2 separate regions of the Danio rerio genome follow, and region 1 is linked to region 2. The links are chromatin contacts, called in public Micro-C maps. All regions are on one chromosome and are shown on one strand. Each heading gives the region's core, a stretch centred on a gene start, on an enhancer-like site or on the middle of the called end of the contact. The rest is flanking DNA. Distances are from core to core; before and after follow the strand shown. Region 1 holds the start of si:dkey-240h12.4. Region 2 overlaps tpm3 (tropomyosin 3).

Region 1 (7,651 bases), core at 2,172-4,671, 190 kb before region 2:
ACCCAATTCACCTATACCACATGTCTTTGGACTGTGGGGGAAACCGAAGCACCCAGATTAACCCAGAATAATAATAATAACAATAAATAATAATTTATAATAATAATATTTTAGCTGTCATAAATCTTTAGTTAATCTAAAAATATTCCTTAAATTAATTGCCATTTAACAATCTTCCAATTTTGTATTTTGTTTTGTTTAGTATTTTTTTTTACTATTTTATTTTATTTCCTTTCTAATTATTGCTAACAAGATGAGTGACAGAACATGTCCACTAGATGGCGCAAATACATTATTATTGAAAGAAAAAGATTCGGCACGAGACAGGCATGTAAATAACCTTTTACTCACGCACACGACAAGCCAAAATAACCGCCACACACAAACCTGTATACAACGACTTATTTAATACGACGGTCATGCACATTACTCATTATTTCAATGCAAATCTTCCAAATTCATTCAAAACGTTTTTTACAGAAATGCTTTGGTTAAATAAGAACAGCTGTCCTGCCATTTCATATATAAGTAGTCCACTCGAATTCTTTGCCTGCACCTCAACCAGTGCTCCAGTAATTGTCTTGACTTTCTGCTGCTCAAATGCACAAATGAATCTCTTTTTTCTGCTGCAGAAATGAATCATTGCAGTCTCACTCTGTCAACCGTGAATTCCAGAGGTTTTATGGAGCTGAAGAGAGAGAGAGGCTACCTATGATCTATCCACCCCCGTTTCTCAGATGAGGTGTGCTGTGGCAAGCAGTCTTTACACTGACTTCTAAAAACTAAATGTTGACACGATGTATTCTTAGCCTATTAGATATTCAATGCCAAGAAATATAGGTTATTGTTGATTTTTACTAAATATTATTATTAGTATTAATAATAATGTAGTAGTATATTTATATTACGGTAGGCTAGAATTTGCTATAGCTTAACTTAAAATGGTAACCCTTTACAATAACAATAAATTAATGATGTACTAACATGTAAACTAAACATTACTTTGTTACGAACTAATGATAAGTCAATGCATGCAGTAATCATGAACTTTAACTACAACAAGAGTCACGTGAGTTCATGTCTGAATAACGACTACCTTAATTACTTGTTAGTACATGCTAATACCACATTATGCGCAGTTTAACCATCATGAACTCATAATACATTAATGTATAATTATAGCATGACTTTACTTGAAGGGGACATCATCGTTAACTCATTCTTAAAGGTCCAGTGATCCGCAACAAATGCTAACTAGCATAAATCTCTGAAACATAGTCCCACCCCTGCCGTTCACGCCTCTTGAAATACAAGCCTGTGCACCTTAAACATGACAGCAGAACCCTCACTTAGCGACTAGTGCTTGGCCGGCAGCATACAGGAATTACACTTATTACTAAGCCATACGTACATGCTATTTCAGAGTGAATATTGAGAGTAGCATGGTAAGTATTAAGAGAGCGTCACAGGTTGAACCAATGAACCAATGTGATGTGTATATAAAAGCAACTTCACCTCAGTAAAGCAGGCTAGGCGGAATAGCGCTATTTACTGATGTTTTGTTGCTAAACTAAATATAAATCTACATTATCGATGCTGTAAAGCAGGGTTGGGCAAACTTGATCCTGGCGGGCTGGTGTCTGCATAGTTTTGCTGCAACCCTGATCGAACACACCTGCCTGTAGCTTTAAAAAACAAGATTTCTTTACATTACCCAACTGTTTCTCTTTATAGGCAATTGCAGTTGAGTTATCAGCTATTCACGTCCATCTTCTGAAACCAATTCCAGTACATACTAGTAATTACTTCAACTTATTATTGTATTGTAACTTTTTACTATGTAATTTGTTCAGGCTGTACTAATTTTTTAGCTATTAAACAAAACCACCTGTTTATAGACAGTTTCTATAAACCAAATGCATGATTGACATTTGATTGACATTTGATCCAAATGCATGATTGACTAATCATTATTTAATTGTAATTCCTATATATGTTGTGTATATTAAAATCCTCCTTTGATATAATTAAAAAACATTTAAAAATCTGGATTATAGCGAATCAGACGTGTCATTATTCCGATTAGATTGAAATTAGCATGTTTTCATTTGTGCTTACATCTTAATGATCTGTTGTTTAAATGTGTCTCAACTATTTTTTTATCTCTATTACAAAATGTTGGTGTTTTAGTTTAACTAGTAAATATTCTTTTTAAAAATCTAAATAACCATGTCTGTTTTAGTACTTTTTAACTATGTTTGATTGGTTGTATAATTCTTGTATTGTTTTTTTAGGTTGTTCAGGGACAACAAATCAAAAATAGCCTTCGGGCTAACTCTGGTGCATTGGCAGAAATGCTAATAATTGTACACTGTCCCTGCCAAATAAACAAATAAATAAAATAAAATAAAATAAAGTTTCTAAAATGATTAGACTAGTATCTATCTATCTATCTATCTATCTATCTATCTATCTATCTATCTATCTATCTATCTATCTATCTATCTATCTATCTATCTATCTATCTATCTATCTATCTATCTATCTATCTATCTATCTATCTATCTATCATCTATCTATCTATCTATCTATCTATCTATCTATCTGCCTGCCTGCCTGCCTGCCTGCCTGCCTGCCTGTCTGTCTGTCTGTCTGTCTAGCAGCATATATATATATATATATATATATATATATATATATATATATATATATATATATATATATATATATATATAATCAATTCCATAAATAACTTTTACTATACCCAGAACATTTTCATTAAACAAAGATTGTTAGATGACTAAAATGTTCTCCACGCACACTAAAAAATAAATGGTTCTTGGAACTGTTGACTCAAAGGTTATTTGGGAAACACCAATCATTCTTCTATTTACAATAAGATAATATTTACCAACATGAACAAACTATAAATTTATGCAATTAATCATCTTTATTAACATTAATAAAAATAAAACTGTTCATTGATAGTTCATATGATCTCACATTGCATGAAAAATGTTAACAGCTTTGATTAATAAATGTTGTACACATTGTTTAACATTGATGAAACCCAGTTGTAAAGTTTGCCTAGTATCACTGGGAAACCCCTCTTTTGTAACTCTTAAGAGTTTATTTTTAAGAAAAACTGATGACATATAAACAAATAAATCATTATTATTATTGTTTGATTGTTTACAATAAAATAAAATAAAATAAAATAAAATAAAATAAAATAAAATAAAATAAAATGAAATAAAATAAAATAAAATAAAATAAAATAAAATAAAATGAGCAGCACATCATCAGATCAGTAATAATAAAAAGCAGTAGGCAGGTTTTTAGATGTGTAGTAGTGGGATGGTGTTAAATCGGCTTGCCACACAGGGCACTGCACTACATGGTCAACAGCAGCGTTTCCTCATTTGAGTACGAGCGTCCGCAGCGAGCGGAGCTTCGGAGGAAACACCGACCGCAGATCAGACACGACGCGGCTTCATGACAGATCTATGCCAGGTATGTTACGTCACTCAAATTAACCGATTATTCAGTTTGTAGAGGGTTTGATAAGAAATAGACTGTCCTGTGTGAAAGCAAATAAACATGAATGTTGAACATGTCGCAGTGAATAACAGAAGTTATAGTGCTAAACCAAGGGTGTGTGGGTTATTTAATGTATTCTCACTGGTCGTGACAGACTACGTAGGTGCACGAGAGATTCACTCACAGCGGAATATTGAACAGACACGACGCGCGAGAATGAGACACGAACAAGTTTCCACACGCAGGTTTCGGTCTTTTTCTGCTCAGAGTTTACAGACGTATGTCGTGGTTAAACGTGTAAATTTTGCGTTGTTTTCTGGCTTTCCGTGTGGAAATTGTGTTTTTTTTTTGGTGTTCTCACACCAAGGCAGCATGACGAACAAGGTAAGAAGAGTTGCGACATTCACTTTCTCTCATTCTCATTCGCTATCAGCATTAGTTAAAATCCTTCTGCTTCAGTTTGAAACCATGCCATTTAAAAACTTGGTAACTTAGTTTTAAAACTAGTTTTCTGTCACTCATTTTATGTAGGCATAGACAGCATGTATAACATATGAACATATGAGAAAAGCACATCGTCCCAAACCAAGTTGAGATATTTTGGTGGTTATCTGGATCTAAGTTAAAAGGGTGAAGGGTCTGTCAGGAAACCACCCAGACCCTGAGGGAAAACAAGACCTGATTTTCCTCTGCATTTTTTGTTAAAAGACAAGAAAAGTTTATTTTGTTCCAACAACTTTGTTCCAATAATGCTGATTGCATTGCATGTTTAATCCTGTTATTATATCTTTTCCAAAAATCTGTGTACCAGATTTAACATGGCTCAAACAGCATTCACAGTATCTGCATCAGGTTGCACATATTCAGATTGTTGCTTAAATGAGATTTTAGACACTATGAGATTATTAAATTCATTAAAAAACAATAAAATCAAGAAATCTTGACAGTGGATTGGTTTACTTGTTAGCTAATAATTCTTTAATGAATTAAATTTACAAAAGTGTTTTATATGCAAAGAAAGCATATTGCGATTAGTGTCTGCTTTAATATTTTGATTTATCATATAATTGAATATTTTAATATTTTATGACAAGATATAAAAGTGAAAATATGGGAGAAACATTGCTCCATGATGCGCAACACATGTATGTGAAAATAAAACAGCTTATCTATTACTTATATACAATTGAAGACAAAATTATTAGCCCTCTTGTAAATTTGTCATTCTTTTATTTTATATTTCTCACATGCTGTTTAACAGAGATAAAAAAAAAACTCATTTTAAAATAGTTAATAGTTTTAATAATAACAGTTTTAATAACTAATTTCAATTGTATTTGCCGTGATGAATGTACATAATGTATTACTATATATACAGTTGAAGTCTATTATTAGCCCCCCTTTGATTTTTTTTTTTTTTTTTAAATGTTTCCCAAATTATGTTTAACAGAGCAAAGAAATTTTCACAGTATGTCTGATAATATTTTTTCTTCTGGAGAAAGTCTATTTGTTTTATTTTGGCCTGAATAAAAGCAGTTTTTATTTTTTTAAGCACCATTTTAATGTCAAAACTATTAACCCCTTTAAGCTATATATTTTTAGATAGTCTACAGAACAAACCATAGTTATACAGTAACTTGCCTAATTACCCTAACCTGCCTAGTTAACCTAATTAACCTAGTTAAACCTTTAAATGTCACTTTAAGCTGTATAGACATGTGTTGAAAGAGATCTTGTCGAATATTACTTACTGTCATCATGGCAAAGATAAAATAAATCAGTTATTAGAAATGAGTTATTAGAACAATTATGTTGAAAAAATTTCTCAGTTAAATGGAAATTGGGGGAAAAAAATAAACAAAGGGGCTAATAATGCAGGGGGATGAGTTGTCATCTTAAAGTCCAGTTTAAAGGGTTAACTTAGTTAGGGTTACTAGGCAAATTATTGGACAACAATTGTTTGTTCTGTTGTCAATTAAATTAATTTTCTTTATTCCAAACACTACGTCCAATTGTACAAAAGACAGACAAAACAATACAAACCACACAAAATACCCTAAAAAGACAGTTTTGCCTATATTTCATCAAAGGTGACTGAAACGCACTTCAGTAGGCCTAGAATTTATCAACAACATCAAAATTTTATTTTGAGAATTCTCCAATCGACAGACAAACTTATAGATCAAAATTCTCATCAAAGCAAAAAATGATCAAACTCTTAACTCAAAAAGTAATTCACTTGCACAACACCATCTCTGTTTTTAAAGAAGAATCCTCATACAGTCATTGTATGCATCCTGCAGCTCTCTTTTTTAAAATTATACCAAAAAGAAGCTGTGTATAAAGAACTGCAATAAGTTCAAAAGAGGTTTACCTTAACCTGCTCCGGACACAAATAAAACTTTCTCACCAGCATATTTGCTTGAGCATATAACTCTCAATGTTCCCTGTACATATCATTATCATCACTCATGTCTTCAGATTAATCAAATTAAATTCAATTAAAAAACAATGCTGCACTGAATGCCAATATAGTTTGTTTCATGTGCAAATTATGATTAAAAATGTAGTCTTATCAGTTTAAATTTAGCAAGACACTATATTACCATTGACATATTCGTATGATCTACTGCTGTGATGTCAATAATATTATCTAATTCTGTTACTTTTTTCTGGAATGTGTAGAGGATATTTTCCTTGTTCCCTTCTTTGCAGTATTTCCTCTTGTTTACCATGTTATTGCAGGGGAGAATCGGACGCACTGGGACTTTGATCTTAATCAAGGATGAGATCGTTATTTTGGTTGTTTATGGTAGCAGATTGGATCCTCTGCAGATCTTCAATGTTTCTTTGATCTTGTATAGAAAGGAAGAAAAGCATGCCTGTGCTCAAATTTCAGGATTTACACTCATCAAACCACAGGCTGTCAGTCACATTTTTGAGCTGAGTTTACACAATAAAGTAGCGTAACTTATGACATATACAACTGACATGCAACTTATGAGGAAAGAGAAGCCATAGTGTACAGTAAATGCGTAAGATATTTCACAATGCCATAATGATTTCATTCAAATACAATCTGCAACTAATTGTTCAGCATAGTTTTACAAGCGTCCTGTGTAATCTGAAGCAGCTGAATGACTGTTGTTCCAGTGAAGCTAAAGGGGAGTTTTTTATTTTGCAATGAGCACTATTGTTCTGCTCTGTGGCTGCTTTCCTGGTATGTTGCTGTAGGAAGCTGAAGTGAGATGGGTGGGGTTATTTTGGAAAAGAACTGTTGATTGATGCAGCTCTTCTATCTCTTTTCTTTCTAAGCACAATTGACATGCACTTTAAACAATGGGATGCTCTCTAAACACCCTTTATATGCCCGGTGCGCTTCAGTTCGGCACATAGAAATAAGTACTGTTGCCCTTATTGTCGCAGAGCAATGCAGATGGATTTAGGAACATGATGTTTGTTGTGATTGCATGCATGTGTGTGGCTTGTGTTCTCTAGAAACAAATGTTCGATTGAATCTCTGATGTTATGTATAAAAAGTTTGTTTGGGTTTTTTTTTTAAATCCAAAGACACTTCCTTGAAGGTTTTTTCTTTTTCTTTTTATTCTGGCCTGACTGGCTATTTCCAGATACTGTAAAACCTGTTAGATTGTCATCAAAACACATGGTCACATATTTAGATCTTTTTTTCTAAAGAAGTTTGGTTAGTGTCTGTGCAAAACTGCACAATGCTGGAAAGTTGTTAGTAACCATGTTGGCATATTGAGTGATTGTAGATTATGAGGACATTGTCTGGGTATTATTATTATTATTATTATTATTATTATTATTATTATATGTGGGGCTGCACAATATATTGTTTTAGCATTAAAATCACAATGTGTGCATCTGCAATTGTCACATCGCAAAATCCGCTTGTTAAGTGGTGACGTGTTTGTGACGTATGTATACTGTTTCCTGGTCCAAACCGCCATTCATTTGAGTGGAGAAATCATTCGTTTATGATCGCGTTTTATTCCTGTCACACATTAAAGTTAATTTATATAAAATCATAGTGTACACAACAATTTCTGGGCTTGCTGCATAACAAATACCAAAAATTTTACAATTT
Region 2 (7,335 bases), core at 2,125-4,624:
ATACCACAGGCTTTAAAGGGTGTGTGTGTGTTCTACATTGTCTAGAACTAAATTAGAACATAATACATAAAGCATAAATGACTTAAACTGGCCAGGCTGGGTTACGAGACAGCATTCAGATTTAAAAAAAAAAACTATTTGCTGACCATCTAAATCAGTTGGTTTGGCAGACCACAAGACCATCTCTCTTTGACCTTAAATGGATAGTTCAACCAAAAATGAAACTTACTTTATCGTTTATTCTTCTTTGAACTGTTTTAAATGAGTTAAGACTTTCTTTCTTCAATGAAAAAAAAATGATGTCTGCAAAACTGTTGCAAATAATTTATTTGTGTTCAATTTAGACTTAATTATAAATCAAACTTAATTTGTTTGTTTAAATTCAGCCCAAATAAATTGTTTACAGCCACTTAACGTAAAAAAAAATAGTAAATCCAAGGAATCATTTCTGAATCATTTTTTCAGTGTTCTTTTATATGCAAAAGAAGACTATATTGAAGAATTCTGATTGCTGATATCCATCGACTTTCATAGTAGGAAAAAAGATGCTATGAAAGTCAATGGGTTCCAACTACGAGCATTCTTCAAAATATCTTCTTTCGTGTTCAACACAAAAAAGAAACTCAAATATGTTTTGAACAAGAAAATGGCAGAACTTAAACTCTGGGGTGAACTATTCCTTTTCTATCCTGAAAAAGATTTTCACCTTAGAACCTTTAAGACAATCTTTAAAGTTGTAATGTGAGCAGGATTTATTGATTTGAATCTGGCAACCCCTATTCAAACAAGCAACATGAGAACAGTAGCTTTAAAGAGAGGGTGAGTGTGGGTTGCCTTCATCACAGCTGTCGCTTCAAAATCTATTTTCACCCCAACCTTGAGTCAAAACTTCACCAGTAACATAACACGCATAACAGTAACAAAAAAAAAAAAAAGAGTTTAGCTGTAAACCCAACTGGATTTAGAGCTAACGTGGGGTCTAATTAGTCATTCATTGTCATGCAGTGTGAGCTTGACAGACAGGCAGACTAGACACAGTGATCCGGTTTGAATCTGAGGGTGGATCCTTTAAATAGAGCTCTGAGCAGAGCTGACTGACAGTAATGGTGAAAACGTGAAAGGTCAGTAAAAAGCTTTCTGGGAAAAATGTAACTGAAATAGTAAGAATGCTGTCACAGTTCTTGGAGTCTTTTAAAAGATTAAATCCTTCCTCAGCTGCTTTGAGAGGGTCATGGGGTCCTATCATGTTGGTTTAAGTCAGCAAGTGTTTATGTGAGTGTGTCTTGGAGGTCAGAGTGTAAAACCATGCGCCTTGTCACCTATAACCTGTAATGTCAACAGATCATTCAAGATATAAGCTTCCGATCAGCCAATATGAACGGATGCACATGAGCATCTCTGCACTTGCTGTCACACGTAACTCATTAATTGCACCAAATTGAATTTAAAAAGTTGAAACTACACGGTTGTTTTTAACAATGTGATGATTGATTTAACATAACAAAATCATTAAATCTTGCTGTAATGATAAACATACACTTTAATCTTATTTAAAATTATAGCTCAAATTATTTTAGCTAATAAAATTAAAAACTGCTTTTATTCTAGCCGAAAAAAAAAACAAATAACAACATATATATATATATATATATATATATATATATATATATATATATATATATATATTTATATATATATATATACAGTTGAAGTCAGAATTATTAGCCCCCCTGTTTTTTTTTCCCCAATTTCTGTTTAACATAGAGAATATTTTTTTCAGCACATTTCTAAACATAATAGCTTTAATAACTCATTTCTAATAACTGATTTATTTTATCTTTGCCATGATGACAGTAAAAAATATTCAAAGGAGGGTAATAATTCTGACTTCAACTGTATGTATATATATATATATATATATATATATATATATATATATATATATATATATATATATATATATATATATTCTTTTATGACCGATCAAAATTTGGGGTAAGATTTTTACATGTTTTAGAATAAGCTTATTATGCTCACTAAGGCGGCATTTATTTAATCAAAAATACAGTAAAATTTGTAAAATTGTGAAATGTGATTGCACTATAACATAACTGTAAAATAAAGTAATTTATTTTTAATAAATCATTTAATTTAATAATTTATTCCAATTATTTTAAAGGTGAATTTTCAGCTTCATTACTCCAGACTTCAGTCACATGATCCTTCAGAAATCACTTATATTAATTATTACTATTATTATTATTATTTAATACAAAATATTTAATATTAATGGTAATAGTAATAAAAACAATAATGACTGGAGTAATTATTTAATTTTAAACTATATGTAATAAATAAATATTTAATTAATAAGTAATTAACAATTTAATATATTTTTTACATTTAATAAATGCTGTTTTGATGAACAGAATAATTTTCCTTCTCTGTTGTTTAAATTTTCCCAAAATGATGTAAAACAGAGCAAGGAAATTTTCACAGTATGTCTGATAATATTTTTTCTTCTCGAGAAAGTCTTATTTGTTTTATTTCGGCTAGAATAAAAGCAGTTTTTAACATTTTAGGGTCAAAATTATTAGCCCCTTTAAGCTATATATTTTTTAGATAGTCTACAGAACAAACCATCATAATACAAAAACTTGCCTAACTACCCTAACCTGCCCAGTCAACCTAATTAACCTAGTTAAGCCTTTAAATGCCACTTTGATCTAACTATTAGAATCTTGAAAACTATCTAGTCGAATATTATGTACTGTAATCATGGCAAAACTAAAATAAATCAGTTATTACAAAAGAGTTATTGAAACTATTATGTTTAGAAATGTGCTGAAAAAATCTCCATATTTGTCTATATATGTGAATATTTATTTCAGTTTAAAAATAATAATAATAAACAGAGTTTCATGTCAGGTAAAAATAAATATATAAAAAATTAATTATGGCTTGCACATCTTTACCAGTAGATTCAGCAAAATGTTTATTTGTACTTATGACATTTTTATTAACATTATTTTATATTTGTAACAAAAATAATAAATACAAACATATATAAATAATTTCCTCAAAATTTTAAGCAAAAGGGGGATATAATGAGAAAGTAGCATATTATAATGACTTTAAAAAGATCATGTGACACTGAAGAATAGGTTACATTTCTACAAAACATAGTTATTGAGTAAATATTGTATTTATCACAACATTAATCTTTACTATTACTTTACTCTTAAGTACTGAACATAAGAGACATGTTTAGAAGCTTATTTTAAAAGGTAAAAAGGGGGCTTCGCCACGACTGAAGTCATTACAGTCAAGTTTATCTAGATCTTCTAGCGCCCTCGTCTGGTGAGATGGTGACAGTAGGTGATAACGGGCCTGAGCACAGTTATCTTTTAAGTTTGCAACATGTTCCAGACTAGTGAAGGGAGGCAGGAAGGGTGAGACAGGAAATGATGATGCAACATGATCTTCACAGCGCTCGACTGTAGCCAGATGATTCAGGATCAGTCAGCATTCCTTTACCTTTAACATTGATTTTAATGCTAAACCACTGAGCTCTGTCAATAGTGAAAACTTTACAAAATCAGCTTGTGGAAAGCATAGCCTTAGGCCTACTGTGTACAGACACCATGAACACAGCACATTCTACAGCACAGATAGCATAACAGCAGTCTTGTTCAGGCCTGTGAGTTTAGCTTGTGCTCTGGATTCTTTTTTTATGACGTCCATGTAAAATGTATAATGAACTTTCTCAAAAGCCTTCAGTCACAAAGTCAGAATTAGAATTTAATATTTTTCCCCAATTTCTGTTTAACAGGGAGATTTTTCAGCACATTTCTAAACATAATAGATTTAATAACTCATTTCTAATGAATGATTTCTTTTATTTTTGCCATGATGACAGTAAAAAATATTTTACTAGATCTTTTTCAAGATACTAATAATTAAAGTGACATTTAAAAGCTTAACTAGGTTAATAAGGTAAGTTAGGGCAAGTCATTGCCTAATATAACAAATTAGTTAATAATATTGATCTGAAAAAAATAAATACTGATTTCCTCTAGCCAAAACAAATAAGACTTTTTTCAAAAGAAAAAATATTATAGGAAATACTGTAATAAAAATCCTTGCTCTGCGAAATATTTGAAAAGAAATAAATCACAGGAGGGCAAATGATTTTGACTAACTGTATGTGTCCAATGACGTGGAGATTTTTTTATTTTATTTTTTAAATATTAAAGGGATAGTTCACCCCAAAACTTTAAACTTACTCACTATTTACCCATTCTAAAGTCTTTGGAAACCTTGAGTTTTTTTTATTCATGTAAATTAAAAAGTTACATTCAATTATTTTATTCATTCATTCATTCAATTTTTATTCATAGAATTTTAAAAAAATAAAGCTAAAGTGTCTACTACTGAAAACAGTGTGCCTATTCTTACCTATTATGATAAAAAATATTATATTGATATTAAATATTAATATGAAATATTATATTTAAAATTACTAAATTTGTAAAAACTGTGTTTATTCTAGTCAAAATAAAACAAATAAGACTTTCTCTAAAACAAAAAAAAATTATAGGAAATACTGTAAAAAATCCTTGCTCTGGGAAATATTTGAAGAAAAAAAAATTTCACAGGAGGGCAAATAATTTTGACATCAACTATTTGTGTCGGATAAAATATATGGGGAATTTTTACTTTTTTTTTTTTTTTTTTTTTTTACATATAAAAGGCATAGTTCACTCTAAATCTATAAACTTTCTCAATATTTACTCATCCTCACGTCTTTCCAAACCTTTCTGAGTTTCTTATTCATGTTGAACACAAAAGAAGATATTTTGAAGAATGTTAAAAAGTGTTTCCCATTGACAACCATAGAAAAAAAAAAACACTTTGGAAGCGAATGAATACACTGTAAAAAAAAATCCTGGTTGCCTAAAAATTTTAAGCTGAACCAAATTAACCTGAAACCTGAAAATTGAAACCGACTTAAAACAGCTTGCGCAACTAATACAATTAAATTAGAGCATGATTAACTTAGTTAAGTAAGTTACAATAAACTAAAAACATGTACTGTCAGGACTAATTGATCATAAATATTTTTACAGTGTACCAGCATTTTTATAAAATACCTTCTATTGAGTTCAACAGAAGAAAGAAACAGGTTTGTTACAAGTGAGGGGGGAGTAAATCATCACAGAATTTTCAGTTTTGAGTGAACTATCGCTTTAAGCAAACAAAAATCATTAGATCATAATTGCATTTTGTGATGTGTACGTTTAAGTGCAGTACATAATACATTAAGTTTAATCAAACTATCGATTACCTCTAATTTTGGAGTCCACTTCAAAACAAAATTCATTCATTCATCCATTCATTTTCTTTTCGGCTTATTCCCTTTCTTAATCTGGGGTCGCCACAGCAGAATGATCCACCAACTTATCCAGCATATGTTTTACACAGCGGATGCTGTTCCAGCTGCAACCCATCACTGGGAAACAACCATACACTCTCATTCACACATATACACTGCAGACAATTTAGCCTACCCAATTCACCTACACCACATGTCTTTGGACTTGTGCGGTAAACCGGAGCACTGGGAGGAAACCTATGCAAACACGGGGAGAGCATTCAAACTCCACACAGAAATGCCAACTGACCCAGCTGAGGCTCAAACTAGTGACTTTCTTGCTGCGAGGCGATCGTGCTTCCCACTGCGCCACCGCGACGCCCTAATAGTAAGTTATTAATATCATATTTGAATAATAAATGTGAATGTGCAAGCTAACAATTTCTGAATCAATGTCAATCGCTCATGTAGTCACTTCAGTGCTTCTGTCAGACACACTGACAAGTGAACATATATAGACTGTGGTTTTGCCATTAATCAGACTGCACAATAACTAGAATCAGAATTTGTTTACACAAGAGCATCAACACTGTGATGTCTTTCAATGGCACTACACATCATGACAAGTAAATGAATTCCAACACTCCTTATTCTCGATGACAGCCAGTCAGGATTTTACTCAGAGATTCTCAGCAAATCTGAACAACTGCAAAAAACTTGTTTCAACTGCAGGAGAAAAAAAAAAAAAAAAAGAAAATATATATATATATATATATATATATATATATATATATATATATATATATATATATATATATATACAGTTGAAGTCATTTTTTAACACATTTCTAAACATCATAGTTTTAATAACTCATTTCTCATTACTGATTTATTTTATCTTTGCCATGATGACAGTAAATAATATTTTCTAGATATTTTTCAAGACACTTCTATACTGACATTTAGACACTTCTATGTGACATTTAAAGGCTTAGCTAGGTTAATTAGGTTAAATAGGCAGGTTAGGGTAATTAGGCAAGTTATTGTATAATGATGGTTTGTTCTGTAGACTTTCGGAAACAAAAATAACTTTAAGGGGCTAATCATTTTGTCCTAAAAATGTTTTTTAAAAATTTGAAACTTCTTTTATTCTAGCTGAAATAAAACAAATAAGACTTTGTCTAAAAAAAAATATTATCAGACATACTGTGAAAATTTCCTTGCTCTGTTAAACATCATTTGAGAAATATTTTAAAAAGACAAAACAAATTCACAGGTATATATATACAAAATTGTTTAAAAATATATTTAAGTTGCACTGTAAAGGGCCCAGTCCCATCTGACAAAACAGATGACATTAGCATTATCACAAATTCACATAGTTGTTGTACTTTACACAAAGATTAAAACACAAACATGCACTTTGAAACCCATTTTCAAAGGTTTTTTTTTCCAGATCACCAAAAAGCAATTGTTTTGTAATGGTCAAAATGTTTGAGTTTTTCATTTTTAGTCAAAAGCAGTATCCTGTGAACGTACCCTTTTTATTTCATTTTAATTAACAAGAACAAAACAGTCATCTGTTAAATCCGTCAAATTAAAAGGTCAAGAAACACCAAAACACATTTTTTGAGATGTTGACTGTCATATATATGTCTCACATTCCTAAAAACACTATTCAGACACAAATATTTAGCTAAAAGGTGAAAATTGGTTGTTTTTGCAATGTTTAGATCAAATTTGTTCTTCTGGTTTAAAAAGAAATTTAAAAGCAACGTCTCGGCAATGGGATTATTGTGAAAATTCCAGCGTGGAGATAGGCTGTCTTTTCCGGCTAGTACAACGTACAACGTCCCTTTATTAATCTGGGATTGCCACAGTGGAATGAACCGCCAACTTCCAGCATGTTTTACGCAGGGGATGTCCTTCCAGCTGCAACCCATCACATGGAAACATCCATA

What was found. Hi-C and Micro-C count contacts between places; a contact is called where the count stands out from the background.
Region 1: a Micro-C map of caudal fin shows a contact between it and region 2, with 2.7 times the contacts expected there. The contact joins the promoter of si:dkey-240h12.4 here to the enhancer-like site in region 2. A contact is called at or near these places in 3 of 18 Hi-C or Micro-C datasets (caudal fin, hematopoietic stem cells and an unstated tissue) and 3 of 4 datasets of contacts at active chromatin or transcription factors (caudal fin, embryo and gastrula embryo).

Annotation. Positions count from the first base shown.
Region 1 is chr19:12,304,009-12,311,659 of GRCz12tu, reverse strand. si:dkey-240h12.4 reads left to right here and starts at 3,421. Exons shown (of 12, transcript XM_678062.10): 1 at 3,421-3,513.
Region 2 is chr19:12,116,235-12,123,569 of GRCz12tu, reverse strand. All of the region lies in intron 2 of tpm3 (tropomyosin 3), which reads left to right. Among named protein-coding and RNA genes, the nearest start is that of tpm3, 11 kb to the left of the region's middle. Within about 2 kb of position 3,374, at least 27 of the 62 cell types and tissues checked have an H3K27ac peak or open chromatin away from gene starts, as enhancers often do. A contact at or near this core is called in caudal fin, where this site is marked.